Regions from separate parts of the Mus musculus genome. Here region 2 is linked to region 1. A link is a contact called in public HiChIP or PLAC-seq data. All regions are on one chromosome and are shown on one strand. Each heading gives the region's core, a stretch centred on a gene start, on an enhancer-like site or on the middle of the called end of the contact. The rest is flanking DNA. Distances are from core to core; before and after follow the strand shown. Region 1 holds the start of Gkap1 (G kinase anchoring protein 1). Region 2 overlaps Kif27 (kinesin family member 27).

Region 1 (5,758 bases), core at 2,021-4,520:
GACAAAAAGGGGAATGTAGGCATCGTGTTTTTGTACACTGTGCAGTTTACCCTGCGTTATTTAAATGAAATGCTGATTTCTCTGCCCTCATGTCTTGTTTCAATCAAGACACAGCATTGCAATACTTATTCCAAGAATTCCTGTCTAAAGTTTGTGTAAACAGCTTTTACCATTGTCAATAAATACTGACCACCCAATGGCTGGACAGAGTAGACAACAGGGTAGGAAGTACATCAACCAGAGGAAGGAGAGGGGATAAAGAGATGCAGATCAGCCCAAGGAGGATGGAGGATTCAAAGCCATAAGGAAGGGGTCTGGAGAGAGATCATGGAAACATACCCGAAGCCCAAAAAGCCACATCAGTAATATTATGCATGTATCATGGGATGGGGTTGGGAGGTAGCCAGATTAGCATAAAAGTAAAAACTGATCATTTGACTGCTCAGCTACTGAAAACTAGTTTTAAATCAATATTGTTACTCTGTGTGGTTATTGGGGACTGGAATAAAGCAAAGAAATACAGCTGCTGGATTAATTTATGGCTATATTTTTATTAAAAAAGTAATTCACTTACATTCTACAGTGATTTCTCCCACTTTCCCTGTTCTGCGAGAAAACAGACTGCTCAGTGTTCACTTGTTCCTGGAGTCTGGAATGTCTGTCTCCTCCACTTAAAACTTCTCCGTTCTTCAAATTTAGCCCCATTGCAATTCTGATCTGCCTTCTCGTTAATGTTCCTGCACTTACACTTAATTCTGTTCTTCATGGACTCTTTCAACAGCTACCACTGTATCTAGCTCCCTACTGTCCTGATTTACAAAATGCTGAACAACACAGGTCTCTTCTTTGTATTCCCAAATATATATATATATATCAATCAAGGACTTGGCACAGATATCAGCCAGTTGTAATGGGCACATCTGCAGTCTCAGTACTGGAAGGGATAAGGCAGGAAGGTCATAGGTTCAAGGCTAAACTGGGCTACACAGTAAAAAACAGTCTCAGCAAAAAAAAAAAAAAAAAAAGAAGAAGAAACATTAATTAACATTATTAACATTAAATAAGTTAATCATGACCTCAAGCTTACTGACTGAGGCTTAATTACATTCTCCAATCACACAGTGCCATACCTAAGTGTGCACTGGAATCTGTGCTCTGAACTTGAACACTGAGGGTGGAGAGCACACACCATCTAACTAACAGCACCGTCACAACGAAGTGTTTCCACAACTCATCTTTTTCCCCCTAGGAATCTTGTTTTTGTAGGAAGCTTTGGATTTTGTGTCAAACTGCTGATTTTTAAAAGGTGAGGGTGTGAGATAAACTGTTGCTACTAAGGAACAGGCCAAGCTACGCCTAGCAAGATTTATAAATGAATGACCTGTTTTCTTGAGGCCTTGGTCTCTATGAAGGGCCACTGCCATCATGAGCACCTTCTTCTATGACATCAGTGTCGGGAAAGAATTGAGCCTGGGGGAACTTAAGTACATAATTTCAGCCCTTTAAAAAATGAACAGTAGTGACTGTGTCGATCAACACTATCAACCACCTAGCTTGATCCAAAACGGAACTATGCAATGTCAATGTCATCAGTTAATATGGCCATATGCTTTGAGAGGGCAGCTCTCTCACCATGTAGCCTGCACTGGAACCAAACTCTCAATCCTCCTGTCCCAGGCTCCTGAGTCTTGGGAATACAGGTGTACACCAGTTCGTGCAGCTAGAGAGGCCTTGGTGGACTCTAACAGATCAAACACAACAGACTGAGGACTTGCGACTCCAAGAGGCCCTGGGTTTGATGCCAAGCACTGTCCCTACGAATTACAAAATGAGAGGAAAAGGAATGGCCTGGTCTCCCTCATCTTCTTGGCTGCTTGACTGTCATTTTGACTTCTTAGAACTTAAGGTTACAGGGATCGAGGACCAACGGTCCTGAAACTTTTGCTTCCAACACACTTATCGAAAATGACATAAACTTAAAGGCATACCCGGAGCTCCACCACCCCCCCCCACCCCCCCCCCCCCCGCAACACACACACTGGTTAGGTGCAGCCTTCCTTTTCTAATCCGAAGCTCTCAACTTCTGTGGGTTGTGAACTCTTAGAAACAAAAACAAAAAGCAAACTGCAGACATGTACTAAGGAATTCAGTCATGAAGTGCAAAGGTGATTTTCACTTGCACACAACGTCCCTCTGATCCACGTGTAGGTTCTCGCTCTAGAGTGATTGCTAGAAGCCCCTAGGGTTAATATTAAACAGGTGTATTTCGATCTTTAGTGAAAAATCACATTAAAGAGGCTTAGACTAACCGATTTTAGTGGCATAAGCTAGTGTAGGGAAACCCCAGGCTTTCTAGGAAGATTCTCAATACAGCATTACCATCTTTCGGCAGTTTCTCCAGTATTTCTGGAGCTACAGCTTAACTTCATTCCCGTGACAGGCGGGCGCAAGCGCCTTCACATAAACAGACGAGGCTGAAGAACAATGCTTGTGTTTTTCCAGCGCCTCTGCCTCTCGCTAGAACTCTCCACCGACATCCCTTGAGAAATGTCGCCAGTGGAGGGAGCGGGGCAGACAATGGGATAAACTTTTGCCCCGACTGCTCCGCGTTTACAGACACCCCGAGGCTGGCACCCTACCGCTGCCACCGCCGCCGCCGCGCATAGCTGCTGGAAGCCCCGACAGCAGGGGCTTGTGCGAGAGCCTGCGCATCTACCTCGGGCTGCTGGGAGGGAGGGAGGGAAGGCGAGCGGCGAGCAGCCCCTCTCTCCTCCTTCGGGAACCGAAGCCAAATCTCACGCACGAGCAGTTCCGGGTGCTCCAAAACTTGTTCGCGAAGTACCCGGAGAAAGAGCGCGGCGGGCTGGGCGAGCCCCAGCCGCTGCCGAGACGCGGTGTCCAAGCCTGCAAGCGACACCGGCGTCGGGTGGGCGCCCCGGGGAGCCCCGAACGGGCGGCCGCACCTGCTGTCACTCCCGCGGCCGGCCGCGGCGGACCAGGCCTGCGGCCCGCACTCCCCCGCAGCCTCCGCGGCCCTCCCGCCGCCCGGCCCCGCTCGGCTCAGCCCCGCTCGGCTCCGCTCCGCTCCGCTCCCCGCCTCAGGCCGCACTCGGCCGCGTCCCCTCAGCCACGAGCTGCGAGGCTCCGTAGACTCACCGGGCCTCCCTCGCCGCGGTGCGGCCGCTCCCGTCTCCCCGCCGCTCCCGCGCTACCCCCGGGCGTTGGGCGCGGGCCGCGGGGCGTCCGCAGTAACGGGCCCGCGGAGGGCGGCGGCGCGCGGAGGGCGGGGCGGGGCGGGGCGGGGCGGACCCGCAAGCCTGGCGCCCGCCGTGGCCGGCCGGCGCGCGGGACTTCTTTGCCGAGGGTCGCAGCGCGGCGGACGCTGACGCCGAGGAGAGGTCCGCGGGGGACGGACTGCGGAGGACCAGAACCACCTGCTGGAGGAGCCGCGCTACGGGGGCCGCGCAGGGTCCAAACGGCTCGCGTAGGCGGCGGCTCCGCGGTCCTCGGGGTCGCGGAGCCGGGAAGGTGGGAGGCCTTCCGGGAGGAGGCTTAGGCCGCCGCGGGCGGCGCGCGGCGGGATCGCCAGGCTGTGGGGAGGCCCGGGGGCGGAGGCGGACCTCCAGTCGGCGAGGGAGGGCGGTGCTGCACGAGATGCAAACAGCCGGACGGCCTTGGGTTCCCGCGGGAGCACCTCCGGGGCCGCTTTAGTTTTGCAAAGTTAAGCGGCTTACCGGCAAACCCGTCCGCTACCGCCCAGCCGTGCGGGCTGCCCGGCGATGTCCCGCGCGAGTCACCGCCGCGGGTGTAGACGTGGGGGACACAGTGGGGAGCGAAGCAAAGAATCGCAGAAGACGCCAGATCACCCTAGGGCCCGGTGGAAAAAGAGAATGTTACTCGGGATCCGAGGACTGCGAGCATCTTTGGGGCAGCGCGAGGGAGGAGGCTTTTGGATTTGGCCTGGGAAGAGGTGGGGTTTTGCGGGGAGACCTCGGGGCCTTGGATGGAGGCCATTGGACGCTGCGTTCCACAATGAGATTGGAGGTGTTGACAAGTGGCAGAGACGACTGAAAAATGAGGGAGGGGGGCGGCGGTGGTGAGGGATGGCTGAGTTCCAAGAGTAAGGATTGATGTTTAAGGCAATATTTGATGTTTTAGGATTTAGAAGTTTGAAGGAAGAAATGAAGGCTTTTTTTGCTTTGTAACTCCTGCAGATGTTAGAGATTGAAAACTGGCAGTCCTGTGTAGACCAGGCAGACGGTAATAACAGATGAGCTATGGGGGGGCGGGGGGGGCGGTGAGGACACACGGCTATGAGCCCCCAACACTTGGCAAGCTGATCAGAAAGTGAGTCCAAGGCCGGTGGCTACACAGAAAGATTGATCCGGGGGTCGGGGCCAAGAGGATGGGGCAAGACAAGATAAAGGAAGGCAGGAAGAATTTTAAATGATTGAGAAGTGATGTGGAGGTGCATTCTACAGGATTTGAACATCTGATTGGGAAGGGAGAAATGAGGTCTTGAGACCCGGTTGCTTGTAAGAGGGAGCGTGAACACTTGGAAGAGGAGGATGCAGCTACTTACCGGTTTTCATAGGACTGGGGTTGAAGGCAGCTAAATAGGTGGCCATAAGCAGTTGAAGCAGTTCTAAAACAGCTGAAAGAACTGCACCTGGACAGTACACTGGGTGCTGGGGAATAGTTCAGTCGATAGCTTGAGTTCTAGCCCCAGAATAAATGTAAAAGCTCCCAGCGTGGTATATCAAGCTCTGGTCCCAAAGATTAGCGGGCAGAAACAGGTGGATCCCTCGGTCTTGTTAGCTACCCTCCCACTCTCCACAAAAAGATAGCACCTGACAAATGATAACCACACCCCCTCCCAGCATGTGCATGAACAACACACACAAGGATCGGAAACTCCTCAGCTTAGTAGCGTATTGCTATAAGAGAAGGGGGCAGACTCAGTCTAGAAATACATCATCATTAGAGTCTTGCTACCCCAAAGTTGACCACATGTGTGTCACCAGCAAGTTTGTCAGAAACGTGTGGATCTCGGGCCTAACACACACCTGCCCATTAGAATCTGCAACCTCAAAGAAATTCCAAGAGGTGACCCCATCAGATTTTGGGAAGCTCAGCTCTAGATGAGGAAAGTCAACAGAGGAGGGGAGGGTGGGCAGGGAGGAAGAGAGGGACACTTGGGTAAGGCACCACAGCAGGGGACTTCAGTCTCGTCAAAGCTGGGCCAGGGAGTGTGGGTCAGAACCACACACCGTGGAGGGTGCGGGAAAACCACGTGTGTGGGTTGTGACTGGCTGCCACGATCACAACAACCGTGTTTTCACTGAGGAGGGCTTTAGAGACTCTTACTTTCGGGCTCGGGGTTGCCTAGAGACAGTCCTAGCCCTGCTCACACACTCAGGGCATGTTGAAGTAAGTGGGTGGATTGATAGATCAAGAACAAAGTGTCCCCAGAGCAAGGTCAGCTAATCGTTTATCACAACTCGTGCCCCTGAACACAGACTCCTTTTCTCAGCCCCCGCGGGTTAATGCTCCTGTGCACTATTTCCCATAGAAGATGAGCAGGAACTGTGCCTGCCACTGCCAGGTAGGACCCTTTACCTCCTCCAGGTATCCCCCGGAATTGGCAGCACCCCAGCAACGGGCCTGGAGGAAGAGCTTCCCCTTCTGAAGGGAACAACGTGGATTTGCATGGACTCAGGCGTGGTAGGCTGGAAGGCCGAGGGAGGAAGGAGCATCT
Region 2 (5,758 bases), core at 1,083-3,582, 33 kb after region 1:
CCCTTTCAATTCCTAATAGTTCTTTTATGTCATTAATGACCTGTACTTCCTGTTTCGTGACAACAGAACTTTTTTTTTTTTTTTTTTTTTTTTTTTACCACATTGAAGATACAAGTCTTTACTCAAGGTTTTCTTTTTTCTTTTCTTTTTTCTTTTTCAGCTTCTTGTTCTAGTCTTCGTATCTGCCAGTTCCTTTTTTCCTTCAGTTGAAGTGCTTGTTTTAAATATTGGTGAGTTTGTTTTTATTTTTGAGAAAGGGTCTCACTATGTAGTCATGGCTGGCCTGGAACTCACTATGTAGACCAAGTTGGCCTTAAACTCACAGAACTCTGCCTGTCTCTGCTTCCCCAGTGCTGGGATAGAAGTCATGGAGCACCAGGCCAGACAATGTTGGTAGCATGAAAGTACCCAAGGAGGTAAAGGGAACTGCAACCCTATATGTGGAACAATAATATGAACTAACCAGTACCCCGGAGCTCTTGTCTCTAGCTGCATATGTATCAAAAGATGGCCTAGTCAGCCATCACTGGAAAGAGAGGCCCTTTGGACTTGCAAACTTTATGTGCCGCAGTACAGGGGAACGCCAGGGCCAAAAAGGGGGAGTGGGTGGGTAGGGGATTGAGGGGGTGGGTATGGGGGACTTTTGGGATAGCATTGGAAATGTAAATGAGGAAAATACCTAATTAAAAAAAAAAAGTCATGCACTAGGCTGGAAAACGGCTGATAGGTAAAGCGGCTAACAGCATGTGGTCTGTGTCCAAGCCAGGCTTAGGAAACAGAGGCCTCAGAGCCTGCATGTGGACCTCCACACATTCCTTACCTGGGGCATTCTGACTAATCCCTGCCCTCTCATGGAAACAAAGCATCCTGTGAGAAAACTGCCCACGGCGCCCTCCTTCCATCCTGCACCTCCCTCCTGCTTCCCGCTCGCTTGCCTTGTGAGGTTCTAAGTGACCTGCAGGTCAGCACAGCTGTCCTTCATGTAAAGGCCTGTCCTTAACCGGCTGTGGAACTCTCCAGCCTCAACACCACTCCCCCGCTTGGTTTCCAGCTCAGGAATTTTGGGGTCTCACTTAGCCTCTGCTGGGTCATGTTCTGACTTTACAGTTATTCTGAATAAGATACATTTCATGTGTGATATAATTCATCTATTTAAAGTATGGTGAAGGGTTTTAGTATATTCAGAATTATACAGCCATAATCAATTTTAGAGTTTTGTCACCCGCTGGAAACCCATTAAGTTCCTCTTTTCCCATCATCACCCCACTTCCCAAGCCTAGGCTCTTCTGCTTCCTCTGGACCTGCCTATTCCGGATGGTGTCACACAATGCCTACTGTGACCAGCTTATTTCACCTACCATGCATTTTCAAGCCTCCTCATATTGTAGCAGATAGCAATGACCCATTGCTTTCTAATACCAATCCCCAATATGTCACAGTCTATTGATTTATCAGCTGATGAACACTTGTGGTGTTATTATTACTTAGCTGTTTTATAAACCTTGAGGTTTTTATACGGGCATATACTTTTAGTTCTCTTGAATATATGCCTGAAGAATAGCTGGCTAACAACATATCTGAGTATTTACCCTCTGGAGGAACTCCGAGACAGTCATCCAAGGTAATACCAGTTCCCATCCCCCAGCAACACTTCTAACCTGGCTTCCTAATTACAGCGGGAGATCACAAGGAGCAGGAGGTCATGTAAGGTTTTACTCTGCTTTGATTACCCTGAGAGCCTTCTTACGTGGGCACTGGTCACTTTTATATATTCTTTGGAGAAAAGTCTTTTCAGATCCTTTGCCCTTTATGACTTTTTGTTTTTAAGACAAGGTCTCTCTGTGTAGCCCTGGCTGTCCTGGTACTTGTTCTGTAGACCTCCAACTCAGAGATGGCCTGCTTCTGCCTCGGGAGTGCTGGGATTAAAGGTGTGCGCCACCACGCCCGGCTAATCCTTTGCTCTTTAATTAGGTCCTTTTATTTTGTTTTTCTTTTAGACAAACTTGTGCTATATAATCTTCCTGTTTCAACCTCCCGAGTGCTAGAGTAGCAGGCGGGCTATCCTTTTATTATAGAGCTTTAACTCTCTAGAGTCTCAATCTCTAATCAGATAAAGTTTCCAAGTAGTCTCCTGCACCCCTTAAGCTATCTTTTCACTTTCCTGATTGTTTTCTAAGTCTCAAATATATTTACTATTAATGTGTGTTTTTTTTTCCTTTTTCTGCTGTGTTTTAGGTGGAATATTCAAGAGGTCACAGCTTACAAGTGGGCAGAGCGATGAGTCAGCAGTTAAGCGCACTTCCTGTGGGACAGAGGCCGAGGTTTGGTTCCCAGCACCCACATCAGGTGGCGCTCAACCATCTGTAGCTCCAACGCCAGGGGAGCCAACACTCTCTTCTGGCCTCTGGGCATGCTTGGCTTGAGTTAACTGTACACATGTATTTTTCTTTTCTGTCATCTTAGAGAGGTATTCAACCTGGGATGGTCCTTATCTGAATCATACAAAGTCGCACGAATAGTCCTCAAACACTAGAAAAATGAAATCGTTTAATGTCCTCTTTTCTAGAGAGAATCAAATGGGATAAAGTCTGCACTTTGTTAAAATTTTCAGAGAATTACGGTGGTTTTTATTTTATTTTATTTTATTTTATTTTATTTTATTTTATTTGAGGTTTGATCAATGTAATTTACAATCCTTAGGATAGTGCCAGCTCTTTTCTTTTCCTGCAGAGCTAAGGACCAAACCCAGGGCCTTGGCCTTGCTAGTCAGAGGCTCTACCACTGAGCTAAAACCCAACCCCAGGGTAGTGCCAAGTCTCAAGTACTTAGTATATTTGTTTACTATAATACAATAGTACTACTATTTTTGTATCGTATCTTAGAAATCAAATTGGAATTTGTTACTTCATTACTCTGAATACAATACCTGATTTGTATTGTTTTAGGTAATTTCCCATCATCATCTTCTCTCTGCTAGGGCTAGGCCTAGGGCTTCATGCATATTAAGCAACACTTTACTGTTGAGTTGATCTTCTCAAGTGTCTCTTTGTTTTAATTCTTTTCTCTTGTCCTGTCTAGAATTCTGGCCGTCTCTCCATTGTGCCTTGTCATTTTATCTTCTCTAGCCTTTGAGTTGGTTTGCTTTTATGGGGTGGGGGGCTAGGTCCAGCCCATTTTATGGTCGTTTTAGTCTCAATAACTTCTTGTGAGGTAGCTGGTGTTCTCCCATTTCACAGATGGTGAAGCCGGAAGTGCTGCAGCCCAAGAAGGATGTGTTCTGAGTGCTCCAGGATACGAAAACCCAGTTAGCGATGAGCCAAATCCTGGGGAGGTGAGCCGCCATCACTAGTGGATGTGGGAGCTATCAGAGAGGAGCGCAGTTCTTTGCTCTAGGGCTTCCAGTTGGGGTAGCAGAGGTCCCGTAAGGTATGTACAGTAATGAGAGTGCTCATCTGTTCTTGCAGCCAGGGCATGTTGCTCTCATGTTTAATTGACCAGTTAGTTCTGGAGAGCACACACCCAACCAATTCTCACTGTTTCTGTCGTGTTCCAATGGGCAGAAGCAAAGCTCAAGGCTCCCTCAGCTTTGTGGAAAGCATGGCTGATGTCCCCTTGTCCAAGAACAGGTACTTCCCAAAATGCTGGGGCCCATTTATGTGGGATAACAAGCCGCATGCTTCTCTCCCCTTGTTTGACCTACCTGCTCTGGATGTGTTTGATCACATGTAGGCAGGTCGTATGTCGGTTTTCATTCATTTATGCTTCCTACTTATCTCAGTATGTTCTTGGTTCTTAAAATTATATTGCCCAAGGCTGGAAAGATGCTCAGTGCTTAAAACCATTCAAGTTCTGAGCACCCACACCAAGTGGCTGACATCTACCTCCAGGGGCTCTGACGCCTTCTTGCTCTGTCCACCCCTGCACATACCCCTCACACACACACACATACATATTTTTTTAAAAAAATTACGACTGTCTAAAATCAGAAAGCAGCTTTTTAATGTTTTCTCTTTTTCTAGCTCTTCAATAAACATATTTTAAGCAAATGCTTCCCTCCACACCAGTTTATTTTCTTCTTTCTCTTGAGACATGGGATGTACTGTAAAGGGCTAGGTTGCTTCTTCTATTATTCATTTGTAATTAATTATGATTTGATAATCTTTTGCTGATATTTTCCATGTTTTGAGGGACAGTTTAAGCAAGATGCCTGGGTATGCCATCAGGAATCATGTTCCCCAGAGGCGCCACCCAAGCCCTGTGCTCAGTGACCAGCTGAACTGAGAAACGGGGTGACACAGCACAGGCAAATATAGCTCCTAGTGCAGCAGTGTTCCAAGCACACCGCCATCACTCAGAGCCCCGGGAGCAGGTGCTTACTGACAGGCACTGGCCCTTTGTTCTCTGACCCGGGTGTGGACTCAGCCTGGGTCTGATACCAGCTCTACGTGAAAGTGCATCTTCAAGTCTGAGCAAGTCAGCTTCATTTTCAGATGCGATTAGTGAAAAATACATGCAGATAAGTCAAGAAATAGTTCCTGCTACTTTTGCTTCTACGATTCCTTTTTTAAAAAATTGAAACGGAAACAAACCTGTTCATAAAACTACTTAATTAACTGGCTTGCAAGATCTAAGTCCTGCAGAAAAATATTTATGATGTTTCTCAAGTCTTTATAATTTAAAAAAAAATCTTCATTCTATAAATTTCTCTTTTACATGAATCTTGCAACCCCTGATTTTGGGTGGTAGTGACATATAGAAGACATTTTCCAGCTCAAAGTTCACTATCAGATATCACATAGTACAGCATACCTGAAATCTCCTGCAAGTTACTAATGGTGGCTGACAGAGGAGGTGGAGTTACTGTGTAAGGTTATAGACTTTCTCTTTGGGAAATAGAGTTTTGGAAATATATAGCTGTGACAGTCATACAACATTGTAGTATTAATGTCACTGAATTGTAAACTCAAAAAAAAAAAGTTTTCAAAGTAAAGTTTAAGGTGACCATGACCACAGGTACATCCCTATAATCCTAGCACCAGACACTGAGTGAGGCCCACGTTCATGGCCAGACCAGGCTATATAAAGACACTAGTAAAGAACAAAACAAAAAAGGTCAACTTTATGTTCTATATATTTTACCACAATATAAAGTTAATGAAAAGTCACATTTGAAAGAAGGTTGAATGTGTTACTTCAGCCCAGCAACACTGATGCTAGGCATTTGATAAAGGAGCAGTGCACAGTAAGAACAATTTCCCCCTCCCCCAATCAATCTCTCTGTGTGTGTGTGTGTGTGTGTGTGTGTGTGCACATGCGCATGTGTGCATGTGTTTCAAGGCCAGGGGTCAATATCAGGTGTCTTCCTCAATAGCCTTTTCACATAGTTTTTGAGACAGGGCCCCTCATTAAATCTGGAACTCAGTGATTTGGCCAGACCAGCTAGCCAGCAACCCACCTTCTCAGGACCCCACTTTTATGTGGGTTCTTGAGATATAAACTCTGGCCCTTACCTTTAGAAAATTACTAAGTTTATAATTTACCTTTTAATTTTTTCTGTGTTTTATGTCTAGAGGTATTCTGTCTGAGTGTATGTCTGTGGTCCATGTGTATGCTTGGTGCCCAAGCAGGCCAGAGTGCTCTTAGGACGGGAGTTGTAAGCCACCGCGTGTGCTGGGACTCAGCCATCTATCTAGCTCCAGATTTTCCTGTTAGAGAGGATGAAGTGACAGACATCGTACCTGGCTAGATCGCAGCTTCT

What was found. HiChIP or PLAC-seq counts read pairs in DNA pulled down with a chosen protein or histone mark.
Region 2: an H3K27ac HiChIP or PLAC-seq map of embryonic stem cells shows a contact between it and region 1, with 6 read pairs. The contact joins the enhancer-like site here to the promoter of Gkap1 in region 1. A contact is called at or near these places in 1 of 39 promoter capture datasets (macrophages), 1 of 15 datasets of contacts at CTCF or cohesin (the G1E-ER4 cell line), 3 of 115 datasets of contacts at active chromatin or transcription factors (embryonic stem cells and stem cell-derived neural progenitor cells) and 2 of 9 other capture datasets (adipose tissue and pancreatic islet).

The regions. Positions count from the first base shown.
Region 1 is chr13:58,270,918-58,276,675 of GRCm38.p6, forward strand. It overlaps Gkap1 (G kinase anchoring protein 1), which reads right to left and starts at 3,271. Exons shown (of 12, transcript NM_019832.4): 1 at 3,157-3,271. It overlaps Gm26555 (a long non-coding RNA gene), which reads left to right and starts at 3,934. Exons shown (of 8, transcript XR_873524.3): 1 at 3,934-5,758.
Region 2 is chr13:58,305,344-58,311,101 of GRCm38.p6, forward strand. It overlaps Kif27 (kinesin family member 27), which reads right to left. Exons shown (of 17, transcript NM_175214.4): 12 at 5,739-5,758. Gm26555 (a long non-coding RNA gene) reads left to right here. Exons shown (of 8, transcript XR_873524.3): 5 at 161-230; 6 at 2,236-2,321; 7 at 3,237-3,331. Among named protein-coding and RNA genes, the nearest start is that of Mir6369, 4.9 kb to the right of the region's middle. Within about 2 kb of position 2,333, at least 5 of the 459 cell types and tissues checked have an H3K27ac peak or open chromatin away from gene starts, as enhancers often do. A contact at or near this core is called in embryonic stem cells, where this site is marked.